Regions from separate parts of the Canis lupus genome. Here region 2 is linked to region 1. Evidence: chromatin contacts called from public Hi-C data. All regions are on one chromosome and are shown on one strand. The core of a region is the stretch at or near the end of the contact, and the rest is flanking DNA. Distances in the headings are between cores, read along the strand shown. Region 1 holds the start of DEPTOR (DEP domain-containing mTOR-interacting protein). Region 2 has its middle 110 kb from the start of TRNAK-UUU.

The links. A called contact is a pair of places that touch in the nucleus more often than the background predicts.
Region 2: a contact with region 1 is called in a Hi-C map of skin fibroblasts, with 4 times the contacts expected there. The contact joins the enhancer-like site here to the promoter of DEPTOR in region 1. A contact is called at or near these places in 3 of 9 Hi-C or Micro-C datasets (amygdala, blood and skin fibroblasts).

Annotation. Positions count from the first base shown.
Region 1 is chr13:19,242,001-19,248,939 of UU_Cfam_GSD_1.0, reverse strand. It overlaps DEPTOR (DEP domain-containing mTOR-interacting protein), which reads right to left and starts at 2,913. Exons shown (of 9, transcript XM_038555411.1): 1 at 2,606-2,913. The coding sequence starts at 2,724. It overlaps LOC111098536 (reticulon-3-like), which reads left to right and starts at 1,779. Exons shown (of 2, transcript XM_038556340.1): 1 at 1,779-1,873. The coding sequence starts at 1,779.
Region 2 is chr13:20,138,035-20,144,973 of UU_Cfam_GSD_1.0, reverse strand. No RefSeq gene overlaps it. Among named protein-coding and RNA genes, the nearest start is that of TRNAK-UUU, 110 kb to the left of the region's middle. Within about 2 kb of position 3,748, at least 2 of the 20 cell types and tissues checked have an H3K27ac peak or open chromatin away from gene starts, as enhancers often do.

The DNA.
Region 1 (6,939 bases), core at 1,664-4,163:
AAAAAGCAATGATTACAAAGTAAATTTAAATCGTAAACAAAATTTTCTAAGCCCTTCACATAGACCATCTCATTTAATCTTCACAATATTCTTGCAAGAGATGTGGAAACAGGCACAGAGCATTAAGTAAATTGACCCCAAAGTCACAGAACTATTCAACAATGGTGGAGGCAAGTAAGAACCCAGGCAGCCTGATTCTATACCCCATGTTCTTAACCACCACCCAATCCTTCCTGGCAGATCTCGCTTGGCTGAAAGTCACATGTGGTGACATGCATAAACCAATAATACTGATTAATTCCAGCAACCATTGTTGAATGCTCATTAGTACAGAAGCTCAAGGGCAAATTCCCACAACAACCCCATGAAGTGCTTATCTTCATTGCCACTTTATAGATGAGGAAACAAAGGCTCAGAGAAGTGAGTTAACTTGTCCAAGGTCACAGAGCTATAATAGCTAATGCGGACATGGTGCTTACTATATACCAGGTGCTGTTGTTCTTTTTTTTTTTTTTCTTAATATTTTATCTATTTCTTTGAGAGAGACAGAGATAGCAAGAGAACACCAGTGGAGGTGAGAGGGAGAAGCAGGCTCCCTGCTCAGCGGACGTGGGGCTCCATTCCAGGATCCAGGGATCATGACCTGAACCAAATGTAGCTGCTTTACGGACTGAGCCACCCAGGCGCCCCCAAGCACTGTTCTAAGCACTAACTCATCTAATCCTCATAACACTAGGAGGTGGGTTCCATTATTACCCAGCATTCGTAGTTAAGTAACTTGTTCATGGTCTCAAGCTTCTGTAAAGGGCAAACCCAGGACTCACTCTAGCAGCTGTCTTGGAAACTTAAGGGTGACCACTGGCTACAAAGTGGCTAAGCAGAAAATCAAACCCAGGTCTAACTCTTGAGTGAAAGAGAGAGAGCCTCCTTTCTTCTTTCCACCAAGCTAAGCGTGGCCCTCAACCCTACTGCAGTACAGGAAGAGGGGAATAACAACTGAAGACCCTCCAAAGAAGGGGCATTCAAGTTGCCTCTTGAGGGCTTACGTGCTTACTGGTCAAAGAGAGGCACCATGCAGTTTGTTATTTTAAAAGAAATGCAGGGCGCCTGGGTGGCCCAGTTGGTTGTCTGACTCTTGGTTTTGGCTCAAGTCGTGATCTCAGGGTGGTGAGACTGGTTGGCTCTCAGCGAGGAGTCTGTTTTCTCTCTCCCTTTGCCCCTCTCCTCCTCTCAAATAAATAAATGAATCTTTCTTAAAAAAAAAAAATGAAAAGTACCCAACTGAGGTCTTCAAAAAAGAGGATACAGTAATGAGAAGCAAATAAATTATTAAAAAGCAAATGTTTCAGATTGAATCAGGAAAGCTTTCAATTTTTATTCAATGAGAAAATACTCTTGATGAAGGAAAAGCAAGCCTTTATTCCCTTTAATTTTGATTACGCATTTAAAAATCATTGAGGGATTGAAGAGTGCAATTTGCCTTCTATAACGTTAAACTCAACAAACCCTAACTTCCAACATTTACTTCCTCAATGTAACTGCTGCAAGCAAAGTGGTTACTAAACCTTCATAGACCCTTTGCAAAGATGACCTCTCCTTCAGGTCCCGAAACTGAGCGTCTAGAAACCAAAATGAGCCTGGAGATTCGGGCCAAGCTTCAGAAGGAACGGGCACGCGCCCCGTTCCAGCTGGGCCAGGGGCCGGCACGCAAGTTGCAGCTCAAACTGGCTTCAGAGCCAGTCCCCCCCCCCCCCCCCCAGCCCACGGCAAACTGATTTATGACCGTACGACGGGCAGCTGCGGAACTGGTCAGACCGCAGAAGTCCATTACTCAAACACCAATCCAAGGATGGCCAGGATGGGATGCGAATCGGTAAGGGGAGGGGGCTGGGATCTGGGGTTCACTGCCTGTCCCGGGTGCGGTGAGGCCGGTCGCTTCCTAATTCCTGCAGCAGCCCGGGGCCTGTGGACTCTGCTCTGCAAAACCTGTGCGCTGGCGGAGCTGGCGGGGCTGCAGGGCGCCGGGACAGGGTGCCTCCACGCCCCCTCGCGGACCGGCCGACGACGGAGGAGGCCGTGCCGATTTAGTGCTGGGTGTTTTTCCGAACCTGGGGTTTAGCGCCCCCCCCGACACACACACACACACAACGCCCCGTCAAGGGGGTCCGGGCGATCAGCCTCATTTTACAGATGCAAACGCCGAGGGTCGGAGGAGCGCAGCGGGGCTTGCCGGCCAAGTGGAAAGCCCCGAGTGGAGGCAATGGCCGGGTTGGCCCTCTCGTCGAGGAGGCTGGAGGGCTGCAGCGCCTGGGGCGCACACCCAGCCCCTCGCCCTCCCGACGCCCGAGGGGTCGGCCGGCAGCCCGGAGGCCCGGCAGCGCGCAGGTGCCCGGCGGAGCGCGCGCGGGGCGCAGGGCTGCAGCGGCGGCCGAGGCGCAGCGCGCACCCCCGCTCCCCTGCGCGCGTGCAGACCGCAGGGCGCCGGGCTGCAGCAGCCGGGCAGGGGCGCACCGCCCGCCCGAGCCAGCGCGTGTGCGCGCCGGGCTGCTGCCGACACGGGCTGGCGGCGCCCCCGGGCGCGCCCCGGCGCCGCCCCGCGCCTTACCGTAGCTGCTCCCCGGTGACCAGGACCTCAGCCATGCGCTCCAGCTCCCTTTGCTGCGCCCCGCCGCTCCCGCCCGTGCTGCCGTCGCTGCCGCCGCTGCCCCCGCTGCCGCCCTCCATGCTCGCGCCGCGTCGCTCCCACTGTCTTCCTTAGCCGCCGCGGGTTTGGGTGTTAAATCAGCCTGCCCCTACGGAGGCCTCCCCCGCCATCTTTGTTAGGGGCAGGCCGGCGGCTCAGCCGCGATTGGCTGCGGAGGGAATCCCGGTGGGTGGGCTGGAGCGCGAGGCTGGTCCGCCCCTGGGACTCGGGCTTCGGGGGCGGCGGCTGGAGCCCCGCGTGGCCGGGGGCGGGGCCGAGGGAGCAAAATATAAACATGTGGGCGGGGCTCCGGGGCTGCGGGGCGGGGGCTGCGGGCCCCGGCGGCCACCTGCCCGGGGCCGTCCCCTCCGAGCGCGCGGCGGGGCCTTGCGGACAGGCCAGGAGGTGACAGGCGTAAAGGTGTTGCTATCATCCTGTCTGTGCTCCAAATGGCCCGAGTAAAAACACGAGCAAAATAGCTAAATAGTGAGCACTGGAGGATCCACACGTCACCGCAGCGGTGGGTGAAATTAGGCATTCTCGTCCCCATCCCCCTGCACCAGAGGCAGCTTCCTAACCTCAGAGCGTAATCAATAAAGAACGCGGGCCTGGGAATCAGGCAGACCTGGGATCCGGCTCCGCGCCTGTAATTTCCTACCAAAATGTGCTTCATCTTCATTTTCTTCTTTTGCAAAATAAAGATAATTGTGGCTGCCACTTGTTGACATCTACTGCATTAGAGTAAAGGGGTATCTGTGTGTTGAGGTTTTATGCAGCTTTTAACAATTTTTGCATATATATATACGTCTCTGCACCTTTACAGGTATATGGGATTTTTTTTTCTTTTAGTGAAAACTATATGGAAAGACAATCTTTTAATTGCAGATTTGTTGTAAGTCTACAGAATAAAAAATGAAAATGGGAGGGCTGTGGAGAAACAAATGATTTTCTTTGTATATTTTATACCAATTCTACTCAAAACTGTTTATACCCACTCTCCTTCAGGCTTATTGTATTTTATTGTTGTGTTTTCTTCTTGTCATTTGTTTTTAAAGATCACTGTAGCCTTTTCCAACATTCTACAAGATCATTACTTAAAATTTACAACAATTCATTGAGCATTTATTGTGTGCTTTATATGTTGTTAAGCACTTTATATTATTTACTTTATCCTCACAAAAACCCTGAGAGTTGGGTATTATTATTGTCAACATACAATTGGAAAATCTTAAACATGCAAAGGTGAAGTGATCTGCCTAGATTTCACACCTAGAAAGTCCGTTAGGCAGCCCTTGAGCCCTAGGTCTGGAGACTCTCAAGGTTATGCTCAACCATACTCCAGAAAGAGAACAATTGTCCAACTCCCTTATAAATTCGACGATAGCAATTAGGCAATTCTTTCACAAGAGAAATTATCTAACTTTTATAACTTTTAAAATAAACCATGGCAAAAGTGTAGAGCAAGCAAGACATAGTTCAAAATGCATGTTATTCTAAGAGCTTCATTCTGTATAATATATAAAAATCATTTAACAGGGCGGCCCAGGTGGCTCAGCGGTTTAGCGCTGCCTTCAGCCCAGGGGTTGATCCTGGAGTCCCGGGATTGAGTCCCTCTCCCTCTGCCTGTGTCTCTGCCTTTCTCTCTCCTGTGTCTCTCATGAATAAATAAATAAAATATTTTAAAAAATCATTTAACAGAAGTAGAGGTCCCAGAATTAATGAGCTTAACAGCTGGCTGTCACTTACGTTTTAATTGTATAACATAGAATGTGCTGCTTACCTTCTCAGAGCCTCCATCTCCTGACAGGAATAATAATTCCTACCTTATATGGATGTTGTGTGGCTTAATAACATTGTGTGAAGCTTTCATGTACATAATATGTGTTTAAAAGTTCTCTTTAATATCTTTACTGCTTTTATTTTTTTAAATATTTTATTTATTTATTCATGATAGACATAGGGAGAGAGAGAGAGAGATGCAGAGACAGAAGCAGGCTCCGTGCAGGGAGTCCCATGCAGAACTCGATCCTGGGTCTCCAGGATCACACCCTGGGCCAAAGGCAGGCACTAAACCGCTGAGCCACCCAGGGATCCCTCTTTACTGGTTTTAATAAGAAGAAAAGGAAGGAGGAGGAGGAGGAAAAAGAGGAGGAAAGAGAAGAAGGAGAAGAAATTCTTGTCAGATACTTTCCAGGAGGAGTTTTTGGTGCAAGGTAAAACACCTTTTCTCACATTATCTCTAATTTTTAAATTATTAGTAGGCCTTGAAAATGAAGGAAGGAGAAGTACAGACCTGGCCACCCTAAATCTCTCTTTTATTTGATGATTTTAAGCTTTTTGAAAGTGCAGAATGAAAAAATTAAGGTATTACAAATTCTTCATTATCTATCGCTCAACATTTTTATTCAAAAGCTCTGGCTATGTATTGTAAATCATCACTACTCTTGATTGTCTTTTTTTCTTCCTTTAAATCTAGTTGTGTTTTTTGTTTGTTTACTTATGATAGTCACACAGAGAGAGAGAGAGGCAGAGACATAGGCAGAGGGAGAAGCAGGCTCCATGCACCGGGAGCCCGACGTGGGATTCGATCCCGGGTCTCCAGGATCGCGCCCCGGGCCAAAGGCAGGCGCTAAACCGCTGCGCCACCCAGGGATCCCTAGTTGTGTTTTTCATTTACATTTAGGCAACTTTCTTTATCTGAAAAATAAAAAGAAATGGTTTTTGCAAAATACTTTCTTGTTTAATAGTTTATGATAAAAAACATGATAAAACCTTTTATCATGAAAGTTTATGATTTTAAAAAAGCACCTCAACATAAGGAAAAAAAATTCAAGTCAGGAAAAGACCTAGTACTGCTCCAGTGAGAAAGAGCAGAATTTAATTCTCTTGCTTGATGAGAAGGGTTTTCTGTGTGTGTACATGTGAATGGGAAGTGAAGACTGGTTTGCTGTCATTGTTTCAACCTACATTTCTTTTTTTTTTTTTTGTAAATTTATTTTTTATTGGTGTTCAATTTGCCAACATATGCAATAACACCCAGTGCTCTTCCCATCAAGTGTCCCCCTCAGTGCCCATCACCCAGTCACCCCCAGCCCCCTCCCACCTCCCCTTCCTCCACCCCTAGTTCGTCTCCCAGAGTTAGGAGTCTCTCATGTTCTGTCTCCCTTTCAACCTTTCTTTTGACATATGAGACACACCATGCTCTACTGGGTCAGAAGACAGATCCTTTTTCCTAAATTAGGGCAAGATTGTTCTGACTCCTGAGGACATGTGAGCACCCATGCTGAGTCCATGAGCTCAGGAGCAACTGTCCCAGAATAGATCATGGTCTATAGGTGTTGCTGGTTGAAGGATGGGCACTGACATGGTGATTAAACCGAGTATGAAGATCTTAAAAGGGCTGAAAATTCTAACAGATCTCAGGTTGATCCCTGGCTCCGCTGGGGCAAGTTCATTATCATCTCTAATTTCTGCTCTCTTTTGTAAAATCAAGACCATACTACTAATCCCATTGGGTTTTGGGAAGGACTGAATAAAATTTAATGAGCACACTTGTTACAAGTGGAAACTATTAAATGTAAGCCTTTTTCTTCTAGCTTGCCCTACTCACCTGCTTCATGCCTTCTGGCTGTTTTGGCGATCTGAAGCCAGCGCTGCTCAAACTTTTGGTAGATGAAGACCAGGTGTTTTTGTGATGTATGCGTGCATGTGTTTTCAATCCATTGAAGATTGACATTTTGATAAAGTATAATAGAAATGAAATTTTTAAATGGACAAAACACAGACCAAATGTGTTATTGTTGTGGTCAACAGATAGCAAATTGTCAAATTGGTATAAATATCTCTCTCAATGTCTGTCTCTATGTCTCTCAATATTGGTAATGGTCACCCATTGGCCGACTGAACTTTTAGTAGTACTGGTTAAGAGTAAGCAGCAACATGAGAAGATGAACTTGAATAAAGTGTGTGAAAGAATATTGTCAACTCTGAAGCTTCATAACACAGTAGCTATGGATATTGTTATTGCCTCTTTGTATACACCAATATTGTTCCCATCTGATCTTAAAGGTGAACTCAAACCCCACCTTCTCTGTGATGACTTCTTGGCCTCCCTCAAGCGATGTGTTGTTCTTCCCTATGCCTTCTCATGACATCATAGGGTTTCCATTGCTTTTTAACCGTTAATAGGAGTCTCTATCTATTCCTCAGCTGCCATGATTTTTATTCTCTGTGAATAGAAGCAAAGTGATGATTTA
Region 2 (6,939 bases), core at 2,499-4,998, 900 kb before region 1:
ATTATTCTGAAATAGTCTTTCAATAGGCTTAAATTTTTCATTTTCTTCCATTGTTCCCCATCTGACAGCCCACTTGGAAAAGAACACCTTTGTGTATAGGGTCTGTGAGGATTCCAAAGAACAATAGAACAATATCCCCTGATGAACAGAATGCTGTAGAAGTGTTCCACTGCTATAGCACAGGCCAGTGATGCTCAAATGATATTGGAGGTATTAAAAAAAAATACTGTAGCAAATATGGTCTTGCAGTAATCACTGCAGATCTAAGATGAAGCAAGGAATGACTTTTGACACATCATCAATCATTTGGTGAAAACATTTCACCTGAGTAAAACTTTGATAGAAATCGCTTCACGAACAGGACTCAAGTTTGCTGCCCTTCCACCGAGCCAAGGATAATGTCACAACAGGAGGAGGGAGGCATTTTTAAAGGAAAACTTGAACTAAATAAGTCAAGGTCCCCTGGGAGAAGAGAAATAGCCAGTAAAAGGGGAAAAAAAGATTTATCTGAAAGAGTATAATTGGTAACTGCTCCTTCACTTCTGCTGAGCTGGGCTGAGCTGAGTTCTCTTAGCCAACATCCTGCTCTAACTGGCTGATCACAATAGTCCTTCTGAGAAAAAAAGGAGCATGCAAATAAAGCCTCTGTGGAAGCAACAGGGCAATCCAATTACGTAACCCAACTGTGCAACCCCAGGTCCTATTGTCTTTGAAGGAAATCAGAGATCCACAGGTTGTTTCCAGCCTTGGAGAAAGCTCTCCAGGCATTGGATGTGTTAAGCACTTGAACTACACAGCATCTCACCTAGTATTCCCAAGGAGCATGTTATCATCCTTATTCCGTAGAAGAGGAACTGACATTCAGAGACATTAAATACCATGTGCAGGGGTCCACAAATAGGAAGGAGTAAAGGACTACAGGCCCCAAGGCCAAGACTCCTCCTCCAGGGTGGCAGACAAGGCAAAGTAAGAAGACATTCAGGACCACAGGCTGAGAGCTCTGAATTCTGCACTCCCACGGGTGATTCCCCAAACTTTTTAGCTGATAGAAGGGATCAAAGGAGTGGGAGTTGGAGAAATGTGGGTCCTACTCAAAGCCAAACCCAGACCACAAGTCTGCAACAGCCCCCCTCCCTTCCACCCATGGCAATTGGGCAGCTACTGTCTGTGTTTACAGTGGAGAAATGCATCTTGGTCCTACTACCTGTCCCTCCTCATAGTGAACCTACCTGCTGTTTGTTTTGGTTTGAGCATCACAGGGCTACTTCCATTGTAAATTTTCTGATTAGTTTTCACTTAATGGTTTGGCACTGATGACGGTTACCAAGACTCTATTTCATTTGAGTTAGCAGAAAGGATGGTTCTTTCCCAGCTTTACTGAGATATATTGACATACAAGATTGTGTAAGTTTAAAGGATACAACATGTTAATTCGATACATTTATATATTGCAAAATGATTATTACCCAGAATGGAGTTGGTTTTGTTTTTTTGTTTGTTTGTTTGTTGTTTTTTGTTTTGTTTGTTTGTTTGTTTTTTGAGAGAGAGAGCACATGCATGTGCACACGAGTGGATGAGGAAGGAGCAGAAGGAGAGGGAGAGAGAATCTCAAGCAGTCTCCATGCCCAACATGGGGTTTAATCCCACCACCCTGAGATCATGACCTGAGCTAAAACCAAGAGTCCCATACTTAACCAACCACACCACCCAGGAGCCCAGAATGGAGATTTTTTTTAGTTCTATCATTCCTCCCCCATTTATTAGCTAGAATTCCTCACTAAAGAATTTTCCCTCAATAATTGTTTGATTACCTGAAACAAATAGACAACAACAAAACAAAAAGGCAGGATAAATGCTTAATTCTTTCCTTTCACTTATTTTCAAAATACTGAGCTGGTATTACCCAACCTTCAAATGAACTTGTAGATTTCACATAGTTCATGTATTTCAATATGTTGTAGTCATTATTTGCTTTTATATTCTTCCCAAATTTGGCCAGTGGGAGGTCCTTCAAGTTGGCTCATATAATCTTGCTTTGGGACATAACCATATGTGTCAAGCTCAACTCAAACATTTCTTGCCCCAGAACTAGAATTGGCCATTTCTCCCAGGAGCCCTGGTTCCCTCACAAAGGAAATGTTACTCAGATATTATAGCTTTGTGTGGAATGATAATTAAAAGTGAGTTAGTCATGCTTCTAAGCTTTTTCAGTGGGCAGAACTAAGAAATGTGTAGTTTTTAGAAAGAAAGAAATCATAATTCAAACTGATATTTCTAATTCAAATCAAAGATTACAGAATGTTTATTGTAATTTTTACAATATTTTATTCTAAGTATATCCTTTTCTCACTCTGAAAATTTTATCTCCTAAAGATATTAACTTAATGAGTTGGTCAGTTTATTGTACTCTTTATAATACTATTCAAAATAATAATGTAAATATTACCACTAACAACCAGCCAAAAGAATTCAATCTAAGATGTCTTTACACTTTTTTTGTCGTTAGGATATATCCCTAGGGATATACAATCAAAATATGTGTTTTAAAGCCATTTGCAATAATTCTTGATATTATACCATGAATTGCTATAAAGTTAGGGTTTTTAAAAAATTTATTTAGAATTGTTTTATTTCTTTTTTTAATTTTTAGGATTCTCAATATTTTGGTGTGTTTTCTTCTTTGATTTAACTTTGTTTTTTTACGTAAAATATTTACATAATTCCAAAGTCAGAAAAAAAAAAAGTTTGTAAAGAAGCAATCCTCATCATGTCTCCTATTTCTCTGTTCCCACCACCCCATTTTTTATTAACTTTGTGTTTATTCTGCTTTTGAAATTCTAAATAAATATGAATATATTACTTCTCTTCCTTTCTTAACTGTAACATACTCGAAGCGCTCTGCTACATTTTGTTTTTGTTACTTAACAATGTCTTCGGGATCCCTGGGTGGCGCAGCGGTTTGGCGCCTGCCTTTGGCCCAGGGCGTGATCCTGGAGACCCGGGATCGAATCCCATGTCGGGCTCCCGGTGCATGGAGCCTGCTTCTCCCTCTGCCTGTGTCTCTGGCTCTCTCTCTCTTTCTCTCTGTATGACTATCATAAATAAATAAAAAATTTAAAAAAAAAAAAAAAAAAAAACAATGTCTTGTGGCTGTCCTGTGTCAGTACATAGAAATCTTCCCTACTACTTTCCACGGCTGCCTACTATGACATATTGTGAATGCTCCGAAGGTTATTTAACTGGTCTCTCTTTGACAGACATTAGGGTTGTTTCTAACCTTTTGCGAATTAGTGCTCTACATTCATCTTATTTAGCCCTCCCAAGAGTCCAGCCAGTTTGGCTTACTCTTATTTCATAGAAGAGAAATGGCTGCATAAGCAGTTAAGGACTTGACCAAAGTTACAGAGTTAGGTAAGGGTGGGGGAGAGACAGGATTCTCCTACTGCCATAATTCCTCTTCTTTGCACAAGTAGGAATGGTTCATGTGGCAGTAAGTATCTGCTAACACCTTTATTTTAGAGTTGAGGGAGGGAGCAGGGTAGATTGTAGAGGAAAATTAAGCCTTAAGTTCAAGGCTGGAATTTCAGGTCTCAGCCAGCTTGTGGGAAGAGTATCTGAGGGAACAGCTGGCCTTTCTGGCACTGTCCCCAGTCCAAGGAATGCCAGACATCCACAAGCAGGTGGGTCTATTTTTGGCAAAAGGACCTTCTCAGTGCCTGCTAAAAATCACATCATGTCCCCTTCTATCACAGTGTACTTTGCTTCCAGGGTTAAGCCACTGAAGACTCTTGGAAGGATACAGAACAATCTATTCTTGACCCTTCCCTCATCAGTGGCTCCCCACTTCTTCCAGACCAGTGAAAAGTTACACATACTAAAACCAAACAGAGCAAGCACAGTTCTAAGCAAAAATTATGGTCTTTTAAGAGAAGAAATTAAGCTGAGATTTGAAGGAAACCTTAGGACTTTGGCCAGAATCTTTCACTAGTTTCCCTTCTTCCATCACTCTATTTTTTGTAAGAGCAAAAGTCAATTCTGAGGGATAATTAGTCCACACCATTATGTCATTTTAAAATGAGTTACTTTGGACAACTGGGTGGCTCAGTGGTTGAGTATCTGCCATTGGCTCAGATCATGATCCAAGGGTCCTGGGATCCAGTCCCGCATCAGGCTCCCCGCAGGGAGCCTGCTTCTCCCTCTGCCTATGCCTCTGCCTCTCTCTGTGTGTCTCTCATGAATAAATAAATCAAATCTTTTTAAAAAATAAAATAAAACAAATAAAACGAGTCTCTCAAGGCAGGGCCTTGTCTCAGAATACTTTTAGCCCAATGTCCTCCCACATTCTCCTCCCTAAAATAATCATGTTTCGGATAAAGACCAAAAACACTGTAAGATATGAGGATCATCAGCTTTTCAATTTCAAGACACAAATCATATTCAACTGCAGAGTCCTTACCAAGGCAGAACAGACAGCCACTGCATTTTATAGATATTTTCCAAGAGAGTTTAAACAAAGGAGCTTTCTTTTCCGCCTCAGTAGTTGGAATATGCTGTGCCCCGTGTAGTCCTGTTAATAAAGGTTTTATTGTGCCATTGCTAAGCTTCTGAAACCAAACAGCTCAAGCAAATTAGCCACAATATTATTGCACTATGGGCTGAGTAGCAGTGGTTAACCATGTGGGTCTGATCTCACTGTGAAGCTGACCAGCTTCCCAAGTTTGCCTGGCTTAGGACACTCTGAGCTCAGGTGTGTGGTCCCACTCAAATAAAGCCAGCACTTCATAACTCCCATCTCCCTCTTGTCAAGACACAAACTTTGACATCTGAGTCAATGCCTGAAGGTTCACTCACTCGGCATATATGAATTTACTTTCTTCAGAGTGATGGGGATGGGAAGATGTTTGTGAGCAAGACACACACAATCCCTACTGTATGAGAGCCATAGGAAGAAACATAAGCATAGAAAAACAAATCTATAAAAGTTAAATGTTGCATTATGACCTCGGGTATATTTTTGAGCTCTTCATGCTTGTATTTATCCACTTGTAGAGGAGGGATAACAAAAGTAACTAAGTCACAAGGGTATTAGAAAGAGTAAAACACCTGGAATGTGTCTGGCACATGGAATGTGCTCCATTAATATGATATATAGTTAATGATTAAGTATCCCTCCCCTGAATCTGAAGCCAGATTTTTTTCCTTACCTTTCCTAAAGTCTATCTTCCAATATTTCATTTAATTAACCCAACAAACCTGTAATACTGACATTACCTACTCTGAAAAAATTGAGGCCACATTGTTGAATGGACTTATCCAAGTCATACATTTCATATAAAGTAGAGATGAGCCCCAGATCAATTCATATCAATTCAAGCCCCAAAGTCGTTATGCTTTTCACCCATACCTTATGTCATTTCCTTGTAAGAGTCAAAACCATCAGGCCATGAAAACACAGAGCATGAAGAGATTAATTCAATCAGGAGGTATTTAGAGAGGTTTCTTGCAGGAAGAAATTGGAGCACACAGTCTCCTGCTAAACTTTCCATGAATCCTCATTACAATAAAGCACATTTACTGAAACCAGAAATTCTTTTCTCCCTTTGGCCCCCATATGTAAGTCAACAGCAAGTCCTGTGAGTTATAATCACAAATTTTATTCCAGTACCTGCATTTTTTATATACATCTACTACTACCACCCTAATTCAAGGCACCATCATCTTGTATGTGGTTTCTCTACACCTGCACCTCTTCCTGCCAACCTATCCTCTGTTCCATGCACAACAGCAACAGTAACCTTAAAATGCCAGCCAAACCATGGCACTCCCCTACCTTAAAGTCCTTCAATAATTATCAATTGTATTTAGAATTAAATCGAAATTCCTTACCATGGTTCTAGGTATGCATGACCTGGTGCCTGCTCATTTTCCCCACTTTCCTGAGGCATTTCTTCCTACTCATTATTCTGCAACTATAAATGCCTCCTTTATTTCATCTGACAGAAAATATTTCTATTCCAACTGAAGACTTTGTATTTGCTGTTTTCTCTGCCCAAAATGCCATTGTCTTTCCCTCCTGACTGGTATATTTTTACTCTCCAGATCTCAAATATCACCTCCTCAGAGAGATTTCCCTAAACACTCCATCTAAAATAGGACCCTTTCAGGGCTCCTCCTACCCCCACTGTTATTCTCTATTACTGCACACTGGTTAATTCCTTTAAGGTACTAATCAACTCTGTAATTTTAAAATAACGCATTTATGTATTGACTGGATACCTATTGGAATATAAAGCTCCAGAGAGATTGGGGATTTCGCCTATATTGTTCTATATGATATCCTGGGCTTATAGAAGTTCACAGCATATTTATTAAAAAGGACAGAGGGGAGGAGAGGAAGCAAGGAAGATTCACTGCAATTTTTTCAGAAGCATAAGACTCTAGCAGGTATAAGGAAGGTAGGGAGGCAATCCACGGCAGAAGGAATAGCTTTAATCCAAGTCTTAAGACAGATGAGTCCAAGATTTGTTTAAAGAACTGGATTAATGTGCCCAGAAAGAAGGTCTACAGGGAAATTAAGAACACTAGCCAATTTACAAATACCTGTGAAATGTGTATGGCATCAAAAATACTGTACTAGAAATTCTAGTTATATATTGCCATATAACAGATTACCCAAAACAGTGGCTTACGGCAATCACAATCATTTATATTCTTCATAAATCTGCAATTTGAGCATGGCTCAGTAGGAACAGCTCATCTCTGGTCCATGTGACATTGGCTTGGGAGACTCAAATAAGGGCTGGAAGATCTATTTCCAAGACGGTTCACTCACATGGCTAATTAGCATTGACTGTTGTCTAGGAGCTCAGCTCCAGCTGTGAGCTGGGGTCCTTCCTTCCTCTCCAAGTGGGCATTTCTACAGACTGCTTAGTTTCCCTC